4 separate regions of the Mus musculus genome follow, and regions 2, 3 and 4 are each linked to region 1. Evidence: chromatin contacts called from public Hi-C and promoter capture Hi-C data. All regions are on one chromosome and are shown on one strand. Each heading gives the region's core, a stretch centred on a gene start, on an enhancer-like site or on the middle of the called end of the contact. The rest is flanking DNA. Distances are from core to core; before and after follow the strand shown. Region 1 overlaps Sdccag8 (serologically defined colon cancer antigen 8). Region 2 overlaps Gm30013 (a long non-coding RNA gene). Region 3 has its middle 29 kb from the start of Gm51282. Region 4 has its middle 47 kb from the start of Gm30013.

Evidence for each region. Promoter capture Hi-C pulls out the DNA fragments that hold promoters and counts their contacts. A called contact is a pair of places that touch in the nucleus more often than the background predicts.
Region 2: a contact with region 1 is called in a promoter capture Hi-C map of hippocampal neurons, with 9 times the contacts expected there. The contact joins two enhancer-like sites. A contact is called at or near these places in 1 of 39 promoter capture datasets (hippocampal neurons) and 5 of 484 Hi-C or Micro-C datasets (cerebellar granule neurons, cerebral cortex, cortical neurons and 1 more).
Region 3: a Hi-C map of cerebellum shows a contact between it and region 1, with 2.7 times the contacts expected there. The contact joins two enhancer-like sites. A contact is called at or near these places in 2 of 39 promoter capture datasets (cranial neural crest and pre-B cells) and 3 of 484 Hi-C or Micro-C datasets (brain and cerebellum).
Region 4: a contact with region 1 is called in a promoter capture Hi-C map of hippocampal neurons, with 5 times the contacts expected there. The contact joins two enhancer-like sites. A contact is called at or near these places in 2 of 39 promoter capture datasets (cranial neural crest and hippocampal neurons) and 1 of 484 Hi-C or Micro-C datasets (ventral hippocampal neurons).

The regions. Positions count from the first base shown.
Region 1 is chr1:176,928,384-176,931,231 of GRCm38.p6, reverse strand. The region is part of intron 13 of Sdccag8 (serologically defined colon cancer antigen 8); the gene reads right to left. The region is part of intron 3 of Gm15423 (a long non-coding RNA gene); the gene reads left to right. Among named protein-coding and RNA genes, the nearest start is that of Gm15423, 11 kb to the left of the region's middle. Within about 2 kb of position 1,306, at least 17 of the 459 cell types and tissues checked have an H3K27ac peak or open chromatin away from gene starts, as enhancers often do. A contact at or near this core is called in cerebellar granule neurons, cerebellum, cortical neurons and 1 more, where this site is marked.
Region 2 is chr1:177,572,160-177,575,105 of GRCm38.p6, reverse strand. All of the region lies in intron 2 of Gm30013 (a long non-coding RNA gene), which reads right to left. Among named protein-coding and RNA genes, the nearest start is that of Gm51282, 5.9 kb to the left of the region's middle. Within about 2 kb of position 1,590, at least 26 of the 459 cell types and tissues checked have an H3K27ac peak or open chromatin away from gene starts, as enhancers often do. A contact at or near this core is called in cerebellar granule neurons, cortical neurons and hippocampal neurons, where this site is marked.
Region 3 is chr1:177,607,049-177,610,121 of GRCm38.p6, reverse strand. No RefSeq gene overlaps it. Among named protein-coding and RNA genes, the nearest start is that of Gm51282, 29 kb to the right of the region's middle. Within about 2 kb of position 1,386, at least 11 of the 459 cell types and tissues checked have an H3K27ac peak or open chromatin away from gene starts, as enhancers often do. A contact at or near this core is called in cerebellum, where this site is marked.
Region 4 is chr1:177,508,167-177,511,312 of GRCm38.p6, reverse strand. No RefSeq gene overlaps it. Among named protein-coding and RNA genes, the nearest start is that of Gm30013, 47 kb to the left of the region's middle. Within about 2 kb of position 1,287, at least 11 of the 459 cell types and tissues checked have an H3K27ac peak or open chromatin away from gene starts, as enhancers often do. A contact at or near this core is called in hippocampal neurons, where this site is marked.

The DNA of each region.
Region 1 (2,848 bases), core at 57-2,556:
TGTTAGCTTCTCTTCATTCTGAATGTGCCTGCCTAGCTGCTCTGCTTTTCTAAGAACTACACAGGCTGGAGACACTATCATTTTCCCCGCTTTATTGATCTCTGACTGCCAATGTTATTTTGACAACAGAGGATATTCATTTTTCACCCTTTTTTCTCAGTTACCTTTAGGCAAAACCTGCTTTGAGACATGAAAATATTGCAGTACTGTAGGACAAAGACCTGGGAGGTTTTCATAGACTTGATGAGAGAGAAGACGGGTTTGCAAGATTCTGTTTAAGAGTTAGAAGAGACTAAATGACAACTTTAAATCTGCCACAATCATTTACTAATGTGCCGCTATATCAAATAAGTCTGATTTTTTGACAGCACCAAATTAGATTTATTGCAGAAACTGCTGCATAAATAGCATATGGCTATGTTATACCACCTATTTCAAATCCTGGTAATGTTTCCCCCTCCCCCCTCCAAAATGAATAATTTGAGCCAAGCTATAAACCTTCTGGAAAAATAAAAAGGAGAAAGGAAGATACAAGTTTGAAAACAGACGTAGGAGACCTGAATCTTGTTGTCAAAGGCATAGCATTTGAATAAATGTGCTGACCTATCTGGAATTATGGCTCTTCAATGCACAATTAAATTTAACAGGTTGGCTTCTCATTTTTGCACAGTAATTTGATTTTTGTTTTAAGGTTTGGGCTCTAAATTATGCTTAGATTTTGTTGTTTAGTCCACAATTACATGGAGCAAAAAGGACGAGCAAGTGGCTGTAAGTCAACCATAGCTTGAATTAGGTTATTAAGAATTATTAAGGAGAAACATACATATCACCTGGTTGCTTTTAGTTTTCATTTGTGAGAAATCATACCAGGAAGTCTTTTCTAATTTTATGTATAGTCCTGATGCTGCAAACTGTGGATAAAATATAGAGCGATCACTTGGCGTGCTACAGTGGAGAAGAGAACGGCAGAGCCACACATGCTGCAAAAATCAAAGTTCCACAGAAGCTGACATTGAAAACTCATGCAACGAATTCAGAGATGGGCAGTACCTCCATTCCCAGTCTCTCTCCAACACCCAACCCCACCCCCAAGTTTGAGACACTCCAACTCAATTCTCCCTTTTGAACAAAAGTTTCAGTGCGTCCATCGATGGGAAAGGCATTGCAAGGTCTTCCCGCAGACCAATGGGCACACCGCTGCACACACCGTGGCACTGAGCTACCCCGCAGGCTCCCTCTCTGTGGTCAGTCTTCCCAGCTGCCCTATCTGTTACTGTCTGATTAGTTCTGCTAAGGAGCCCCTCCCCTGCCAGCTTTCAGTGCCATCTGTTCCACACAAGATGGCTGCTGCCCAGCAACCTAACACTGCCCTCCTACCTGGCACCCGGCTACCATCCTTACCCCAAAGTGCTAACACAGGTTCTCGCTGCTGGCAGAGTCAGGGTTTCATTACTACTACTTTGACAAGTGCAGGGTTGTTTGTAATTTCTCTTTTATCCTGATTTTGATTGTACAACCACCTCCCACTGATTCAGTTTGCTTCAGTTTTGTTGCTCACAGATTTCACTCTCCACATTAATCTCCCTCTGGCATGTTACTGCATCTGTTCCCTTTTTTATTATTAATTTTCAAATTCCCACCATTTTTGACAAAAAGGAGGTAATCTACACTCTGTTTCTGCCCATTTCATTTTCTTTAATTTGGAAGATAAGTATGAAAGCATGCCAAAGAAGTTAATTCTCCGTTAACAGTTTGTTTTCTGGCATCCCTAAGCCTTTGTATATGAAAGACAGATAGGATAAATGTTGACAAAATCACAGCAACAGAGTCGGACCATTCCTGACTCTAATGGAAAGCAAGCACATAAAGCAACATCTAAGATGTTTTTAGTGCTAGGAGTCGTCTCCAGCACCGTGACTCCCTCTACTTTTACAGATAATTTTTTTGTGAAAGTCAGCCTGGGTGCAGGATCAAAATTTGGGTTCCTCTATAGTTCTGACATGGGCTTTCTTTTTGTTGTAGATGGATTTCATTGTTCCTTAATAGGATTATCATCCTTTCTCGGCTGAAACATTGCTGACCAATTCAACCACTAAGGATTCTGAATAGATGTCTTCTTTCAGGGAGAGAAAGAACCCAAGTGCCAGCAGTGCTCACAGGAGAACTTAAGGAGCCCTGGGCTGCAACGCTGCTGCCATTAGCAAAGGACAATATCAGGAAGGAAAGGATGGCTTTCCCTCTAAAGACAAAGACTAAAGTTAGAAAAGAGGGAGTACTCTCTGTAGCCTTAATTTGTCAACGCTATAACCTTGCCAACAAGGGCTACCTAGAGTAATGGATCATGCCCTCAACTAGCCTCAAGTTTTCTAGACTGAACATTGTGACGGCTGATTACCATCATCATCATCTTTTTATATGAATTCGTTTTAAAGCATTGAAGTCTCTGAACAAGCAGAAGCATAGAAGCACAGCCCCTCTCTCTAATTTACAGAACTTTGTGTTAACATGATTTTACATATCCATGCATCCTCATCAAGACTCAGATATGATTTCTAGAAAATGAAGGGCAGTTGACAGAACAAGGATGTGTCTAAATCAAGGAGAGCCAGCCTGCTGAAGCAAACTGAGTCAGCTTCCAGAAGGCAGGCAAGGGCAACCTGCTTACCCACTAGGGACATGGTACTTTGTTTTTAGATGTCATGTCCAAGTAGAAGTGCAGTCATATAAAATTCCCCTTCTACCTCTGGGTCCATTCTTTGGGTAAATCTTTTAGTCAGAAACAGGCTCCGGTAAAGACAACAATGTTTTCAAGGCTGACTTTTTAAGAGTACCTTTTCTGCAGAAGGAA
Region 2 (2,946 bases), core at 341-2,840, 640 kb before region 1:
TCTCTTTGGAATAATCTTTGTATTTAATGAGAACTATTATTATTTCTTTATATAAACAATCCAAGGATCTTGGATTTAAAATTAATTTGACCATTTATTTTCTTTTTTCTCCTTTGAAACAGAGACTTACTATGCAACCGAGGTTGGTCTAGAATTTGCTATGTACCCTAGGCTGGCCTCAACCACCTCACCCTACCTCAGTCTTGAAACTGCTAGGATTTCAGGCGTGTGACAGCACAGCCAGTAAAAATTAACATTTGAGTTGCAATGACTCACATTTAGCTGGTAACTTCCAAAAGGCTGCAATTGCATGTTACATACATATGTTTAAATTTTTAAAATTAAAAAAAAAGTGTTTTTTTCCCCTAGATTCATGTTTTGTTTAGATAGAAATTCAGTGTCCTAGCTTGATGGAGCAGTGCAGGGCCTTTTCTCTTCTGGGGTCCCACCTTGAGCAAAGCTTTACTGGTTCCCACCCAACCCTGGCTTAACCTGGTGTCCTCTCTGTCTCCTTGTTTCGCTCACAGATTGTCCTCTAGTTTCAAATGCCTGTCAGTGAGCTGAGATGACAGATTTGCCTGTGCTGGTGTGCCGAGGCAGTATGTAGTTGAGCTCAAGCGTCCTGGAACCAGCTCCCGTGGCACTGCTGTGCCCTGTGGTGACTTTGAGGGCAGGAGTTGAGGTGAACGTGAATCCAGGGGAACGGGAGAGCAGAGTGGTCTACGTGACTCCCAGCATCTCACTGGGCAAGGACAGCACTATCCTGCATCTTATTTTTTTTTTTTTCCAATTTTTGGGTGTAGACTTCTGAGCCACTCTGGAGACAATAGAACCATCCCCAGTGATGTCCAAAGTGACATGCCCTTGCTCATCTCAGCCCCAGACGGTGAGCGACAGTGAACTTTCGGTGCCTAGCAGCACTTTGTCATATAGAGTGGGTTATTAATACTACCCCGGAGCCTTGGCAAACACCATCCTCCACCACATTCCACATTATACTTTTTCGTAAACATCTTATCTCATCCAACCCAACATAGCTCCTAATTCTTTATATAACCATGAAACTCAACACTCCACCTTCGTTGGATGGGTCCTTCTCAAACTTGCTCTATATTACAACAACATTAATTGCTATTTTATGCTCATCCACAGACAGACATCTTCACAACTTCTTGGTAACTTACAAGTGCACTGGTTGACAGCATCCTCAATTAGCAGAGTCATTTCCATATCCTGGACATATACATTGATCAGAAAAGATGACAATTTATTTTTAGACAGACGCAGCCTGCATAATTTAAATATATTTCCCATTTGGCAAAAATGGTGTTGTAGCTAATGTATGTTCAATATTTCCAAAAACATTGGTACTTTCCCATAAATATCTTCCATATTTTTTTTCAGTGAGTAATAAAAAAGGTTGAGGTGGGATGTGTTTTAGCCCACCACATTATATCACTCCTATTTTTCCTCTTTGTTGGATGGCAATCAGGGGCCCCGATGCCAAGCTTTGGAAGCAACAGCATCTGGCTCCTTGGCAGAACCCGCAGGCAGACTTGTTGCCAGCCTCTAAGCTGTGTCTGGGTCTGTTGCAGGGTTTGGCTGCAGATGGGCGCTCTGGGTTGCCTCGTGCTTCTGGAAGCCAGTCCTGGCGTTCCTTTTATTCTGAGGACTTTACTCATTTTTATTCATTTGTGAAGAAGGGCCCATCCAAATGTTTTATGAAACCAACACAGGAGAACATTAATGGATCAAGTTTTGCCTTTGAAGAGGCAGAGGTCAGTGTGCGTTTAGGCAGGAGACACCACACGCTGAAGACAAGTCCACGCGTGGGCGAGCATCGTCCCTTGAGCTTCTTTCGATTCCACAGAGCTCTGAAGGAGGATGGATTTGTATTCCTGTCCCTCCCTCCTTCCCTCCCTCCCTCCCTCCCTCCCTCGATCCCTCCCTCCCTTAGGATGGGGCTGCGTGCTTACTGGAAAAACAGAACCGGGGAGCTCAGCCATCCTCAGATGGAGAAAGCCTCCTGTTTCTTTTGTGGTTTTAATGGAACCAGACCCCGAGGACACAAGGACCATGGCGGAGGTCCTCTGTGCTCTGCTCTCTTCTACTGTGTTATTGTTCACCTGAGTATGGAACTACACTATGACAAGAAAAAACGGTGCACATTAAGTCTTAATTTAGTCTGAGCTAAGCACATACATGGAAGATGGAGCACTCTACTAGCTTTTGCCAAGACTGTGGCCTCTAGGGCAAGAGTTTCCGGGTTTCTTAGAATTTTGAAATGCTCTCTCCAGCTTGATGGTGCAGTCCTGTGATACCAGGAATTGGGGAGCAGACGAATGTTAGGGAGTTCAAGGCCACCCCGGGCAACATAGCACACTAGATTCCATCTCATAAAAACAACAAAACCCAAAGACACCCAAATCATAGCACCCCACCAACAAAAGAAAGAAACACTCCTAGTACCATCCATGCTACTTATCACCCAGATCCACTAAAACCAAACCAAAATAAAACAAAAAAATCCAACAAACAACAACAGCAACAAAAACCTCCAAGTCTGCTTGAGGCAGAATTAAGAGCACTAGCTGCTCTTGCAGAGGACCTGGGGTCAATTCCCAGTGTGTACAAGGTGGCTCACAACCATCTGTAACTCCAGTCCCAGAGCATCTGATGCATTCTTTTGGCCTCTGTGAGCACATGGTACACAGATATGCATGCAAACAAATCACCATACCCATAAAATGAAGGAAAAAAAGCAACAAATCTCTGATTTGCACATACACAATACCACTATTTTAATTAACATATATTTTACTCTTGTTCTGAAGATGTAAACATTTTGTGGTGTCTCCTGAGTGTGTTCCTCTCATTGACTTTTTTATCGGTAGCTTATGATTGAATACCTGCTATTTTGTCAAACACCAAGTCCTGCTCTCGTGG
Region 3 (3,073 bases), core at 137-2,636, 680 kb before region 1:
ATTAGCTTCCAATTCCCAAGGTTCTTTATTTTCATTTTTACTTATTTACTTTACATTTCAATCACTGCCCCCCCTCCCCCCGCCCTGTCACCCTTCCACAATCCTTTCCTCTCCCCCAGCCCCTGGGCATCCCACCCCACATCCTGGCACATCAAGTCTCCTCAGGGCTAGGTGCAATCTCTTCCACTGAGGCCAGACAAGGCAGCCCAGCTAAAACATCTCCCACATACAGGCAACAGCTTTTGGGAATCTCCCCATGGTGGGGTGGTTCAGGATCAGGTGTGGGGAGGGACAGGAGGGAATCCTGAGATTCTTGAAGGTAGAAACACACTTTAACTCCACGTGAGCCGAGTATTCATTGCATATGCAGTTCTTGATCAACACCACCACGGCTGGTGAGAAGGACTTTTCAGAAAACGTCCACCCCTAACCAGCTCCCACATCTGTCTTCCGTGGCTCCTCTGAGTTCTCAGCCTGTCGTCCATGTATCTGATATCAGAGCTTTCTTCTTATTTTCCTGTTCAGCCTCTGACTTTTTGCATATCTATGAATTTTATTTTATTGCATATGTTTTTGCAATCCTCTTGTGTAATGAGGCCACGTGAGGTGCTCACAGCAGCGGGAACAGCACAAGCAACTTTCCTGGCTGTATTTCAAGTCCTCTCTAAAGAGCATGTGCAACAGTGTATCCAATCACTTCCTGCCCAGTGGCTGTGAATGGTCTCTTCCCAGTTCCCATCTTTGTAACATGATGTCAAAATAAGGGATGGTCTAGATGACAGTGTGGTAGTAACTTGCCCTTGAAGGTCCCTGTATCCAGGACATATTTTCTACACTTAATACCTTTGGAAATTTCTGCTCAAGTCCTCTGACAATGAATTGAACTTGAATTCTGCAAATGCATTTGAGCTTTGACATTCTCAGTATTTGTAAATTAAAGTTGAAAAAAGATTGCCCCTCCCAAGAGAGGGACACATCAATTCAGTGGAAAACTGGGGCACAGACACATTAGGAGACCTGGACCCAGAATCCCTGGAGCAGAAAACAGGTAAATCAGAGCCCAGTTTGTGCCCAGTGTTGGCCATGCTGCCCTGTCACTGGGGTTGGGAGGCAGCTGAAGCCAGGTGGGCGAGGAGCAGAGCGGCTGTGCGCTCTCTGAGGTAGCCAGATGGCAGGGAGCAGCCTGCTGGGCATGGTAATGGCCAACCGAGGCATGGACACTTTTTGCTGGAATTTGCTTTCTGTTATCAGGGCGCCAGGTGACATGGGTCATCTTCCGCTTCAAGCCAAGTTACAGGACAACAGGAGAAATTACCACCTGGCCGAGACACCTCGGTGAACAGCTCGCACGCGGCTTAGCCGCGAGTTCGTCCTCCCGGAACAAAACTCGGGCTTGTCTGATTCTAAAGGGCTCCTACTGTCCAGACCTGGGCAGGCCTTCAAGGGCTGAACCTGAAGCCTGAGCTTTGCAGCTGACCCCGAGGGCTCTCTTGCTTGCTCTGCAGACTCCATCCCAGCCCACTCGGCTCTCTGCCCACTCCCCACCCACCCATTGTCTTGTGTGCAGCTTACTTACGCAGAAGGCTGGTAGTGATGGATTTTGCAGGCACTGAACAAAGAGACTTTATCAAGAAGTCATTTTATTTTGGAAAAAAAAAGAAAAGAGAAAGTAGGATGTTGTGTTGGAGGGAGGCAATAATAACCTCACCGCAAGCACTGGCAAGCTGTTCCATACAGTGCCCTCTGTGGCTGTAAGATCTGCCATTCGGCTAAATGGCCCTCTTCAAGATTAAAGACACCTCCCCCCCCCACTCCCACCCCCACCCCCATCCCTAACCACCACTTCTCCAGGGCCCTGTACCTTCTAGGCAAATGGCAGTTGCTACACAGCAAAAATCACAAAACTGAAGAGGACCCGTCTGGTAAGGTATGCTTCCTCCTTCTCCTTAGGGACAGAAGGCCCAGTGTAAGTGGCAGGTGTTTCTGATGGGATTCTCCACCCACACATTTTATTAACACATATTAACACTTGTATATATCTGGGGGCAAACCACTGCAGAATTAAAAAATGAGCAGGTCCCTGGCAGGGCAACTTGGAATCTCATTTGTATTGAACTCCAAGTTGGAGGCAACAAAGTTTCAACAATGAAGGGTGAGAGATTTGACTCTGGGCAAAAGTCTCCTTCTTTACCTTCTGGGATCAGTTCTTTGTCACTCACAACCTCAGCTTCAGCCACCAGGACGATCCCCTGGGTGTCACAGAGTCAAGGAGCATTGCCAAGGCTTGAAGGAATGGACCCTGAAGGTAAGTATCAGGATAGAAGGAGTCTTCCCTGGAGGACCAGAGTGCCTGGGGCAGCCATATGTAAACCAGGAATGAAGTGAGTACTCATTCCTCATTGTCTTCTGGGTGTGCCTCACAGAGAAGAAAGCAGAGCTCTAACACCAGGGAGGGTCCCTGATTGAGAGACATGGGCAGGGCAGCTCTACACACAAACAAATGGATGAGTGTGAAAGAAGGCCAGCTGAGAGCTAGGGCTGGACGGCTCTGGGGTACAGTCTAGATCCTTGCCCTGGGCCTATCAGTGGTTACCTAAAGAAGTCTGGGCAGGCTGCGGTGGGCAGAGGAAGGCCCTCAGGTGAGAGAGGAGAGGGGGCTAAGTCAGATTTATGCTTCTTCTCCTAGCCTTTTTGCCTCTTCTATTGCCGATGTCTCTCTCCTAGACCATGTTGTGGTGATTTCTCCTCTCCACCCAACTGCCACCGATGCCACGTTAGCCTGGCTTTCAGTATGGGAATGAAGAGGACCCACAGTCAGCATGGCCCAGAGGCCAAAGTGGATCTAGTCCATGCTTTCCATTTTAATGTCTTCCTGCACCATGGAGGCAGCTCATAAAAACACGGCTGTAACACTGGCAGGGCCGGGTTAGGCAGGGACTTTATATTCACAGCCAGTACCCAGAGAAAGCCCTGTTGCTGGTTGGAGGCCCTCACTGGAAAAAAAAAAAAAAAAGGAGAGCTCAGCCATCTTTTTGGAAACATCGGGAAACAGGGGCTGGATGGCGTCTATCAT
Region 4 (3,146 bases), core at 38-2,537, 580 kb before region 1:
AAACCCCACATACAAATCATGCTCTTGAGCTCACTTTCCAGAGAGCATCTCCTAAAAGATGAACCATCACCAGCTTCCAGCCTATCAAAGAACAAATGCAAGGAGCATGCACAAAGGGGTGCAGGGCAGAGCTTGAGCACATTTAAAGGTGCCTAACCTATGAGCGAGAGTCTGGTGTCAGCCTGTCAACTGCAGGTACTTGTTCAAAATCATCGTTTGATGATCTGGGGGAATCGTTCAGTTGGTAAAGCACTTGCTGCCCACAAACATGGGGCCCTGTGTTGGATTTCCAAGCACGCACGTAAAAAGCTGTGTGTGGTAGCCATACGTCCAAACCCAACATTGGGAAGATAAAGGCAGGCAAATCCCTGGAGTTCCCTGGCCAGACAGCCCAGTCAAGTCAGAAAGCTAACATTCCCCCTGAGACACCCGGTTTCAAAGACAACTCTGAAGGAACAACACCCAAGGTTGGATTCAGGGAAAGAGGAGTTGAAGAGCTGCCAAGAAATCACAGTATGTGGCAGAGGATCTGAAGACCCAAGGCAAAAGGGTCCCCAAGGGGAGGGTGATCACTGGTGGCAAATATAAAAGAAGACCAGCAAGTATGGACACCCTGGAAAACAGAAGGCAATTAGACAGGTGTTCCACCTCTGGTTATTCTAAAGTGACCAGTGCTGTCCTGTACGGGCAGTGATCAGCCAGCTGTACTGTCCTTAGGCAAGGCCTACTGTTACACTTCATTGTCATATTCATGTTTGCAAAGTGTTACCATCTGAGAGTCTAGCTCATTACTGTGCATGCTGTGCTTTCATAGTTGTACATGTCCGTGGTCTGATTTATAGGAAGAGAGGTTCTAACACAGTTGCCGTCTGCAAGATGACAAGATGGAAAATTTCAAAATCCAAAATGAATTTGCCGATTGATAAATATCCGTGTGTGTGTGTGTGTGTGTGTGTGTGTGTGTGTGTGTGTGTGTGTGTACTTATTTTTATGTCAGGGTTTGTGTGCATGCATATTCATGCAAAGGTCAGATGTCAATCTCAAAAGTTATTTCTTAGTAGCTGCCTTCTTTGTTTTGTGAGACAGGGTGTCTCACTAGGATCTGAGGCTTGGGCTGGAAGATCCACAAACGCATCCAGGGCTGCTTGGCTCTAAATGTGGCCCTTTCCAGTCCTCCCTACGGCTGGAAAGTACCCCTGGCATTTAATGGGGAGCAGAGGGAGGAGGAGGCGGCGAGAGGTGCAAGAGCCGAAACTGTTCCACGGGAACACAGATGGATGCTCGCTCTGGCAAAATGCAAGCTGCACTACACTCCTGAGAAACAGTCTTGAGCCCCTTGCTTCCACTGGGGGTGAGGCTCCGACATAGTCACAAGGCAGCTCCTCACCCCACCCCAGACATCTGTCTTGCCTCCTCCTTTAGTGTTCTGCTGACCCGTTATGCCAGTTGCTGCCAAAGGACTCCTGACATCCACCCAGAAGCCTGGCAACTGTCACCTTCTGCCTCTCTTTTTCTTTTATGTACCCGAGTGCTTGGGCTCTGCTGTTCTGTGCACCTACAATTCTTCGGGCCTTGCTTCTATGTCAGGGACAAGGCTGGTCCTCTGCAGACACCTCTGCCACCTTCTCTTTGTCCTGGTGGGCTTTCTCCTCAGAAAAGCTCCCTTTACAATATACCTGTCACCTAGTCCTGAGCATTTGCATGACAAATCCTGCCTACTGGTTGTCATTGTGACCTTCCTTCCATTCGGAATGCTCTCCCTATGGTTCCCCACTCCACAGCTTATTCCATTGATGGTGTTGTCTGTTGTGTTTTCTCCTTCAGTATTTTGGACACAAGGTCTCACCACCCCAAGGCTGGTTCTTAACTACAGTTGTCCTGATTCGACCCCCACCCACCAGCTGGCATCACAGACACCTAACCAGCAGAGCAGGCATGCGCTGGCTCCATTGCACTTCCTATGTTCTTGTTCCCACACAGACCCTGCTTTGTTGTGATGGAGGCCCAAGTCAGCCATGGTGAACAGGAGATGTGTCCTGGTGGGGCTGTCAGTGCCATGTCCAAGGATGGAGTCTGGTGGAGGGAGCACTATCAGTATAAAAGCTGTACTGGGGAGGGAAGGAAGAGCCAAAAGCAGGGTGATGACGGTTGAGGGGTACTGAGCTTTTGGACTTTTTGATACCATGTTTTGATGCTAAACATCTCACCAATGCTGTCCACACTTCTAGACGCCATCACCTATCATATCTGAATTCATCACTGGGCATGAAAAGGCTATGCCTTCATGCTGCCAAGCTGAACATGGGCCTCAGTTTACAACAATGGCCCCTGATGACTGCGTTAGAACCTCAGAGGGGCTTTATAGTGATGGGCATCCAGAGTCTATCAGTTGGCCTGTGTGTAGGCTTGTCCTCCTCAGGACTAACACACAATCAAGACTGAGCACCGTTCGACAAGCAGCAGCTGCCCATGCTTGCCTGGTTTCCCCATCTCTCACCCTGTGAAACTACCAAAGCCAAAAAGCACCATCCAAATCCAGAAGGGAAAAGCGTGGTCCTGACAGAGATACTGCAGTATATAATCCCAGTGCTCAGATTCTGAGGCAGGAGGATTTGACAAAAGCTTGAGGTCAGCCTGGGCTACACAGTAAGTTCTGGACTAGCCTGGGCTACAATGTGATATCTTGTTTCAAAAACAACACCCACCACACACACACACACCATACAGAGACAGACAGACAGAGACAGACACACAGAAGGAGAGAGAGAGAGAGACAAAGACAGACAGACAGGTGAGAACGGGAAGGAGGAAAGGAGAGAGAGAGACAGAGAGGAAAATATAAGACCAAAATATTAACTTTTAAAGGGTAGGAACATTGCTTCTTATTTTTTTTTATTTTACTTTTACTTATCTGAGTTGGGGAGGGGGTCTCAGTATGCAGCCCAGCCTACCCTGGAACTCTCCACGCCCTTGCCTCTGTATTTACACAGCAGGGTTTAGCGGTATGAGCTGCCCCACCCCATCTCTCCACCCCACCCTACCCCTTGTTCCTAGCTACCTTCATCTTTCAGCATCCCAGTCTCCCCGTCTCTAGACCTTCTGTCCCAACATAGCCCATCTCCCCCAACAGGATTGTCTGAATTTGC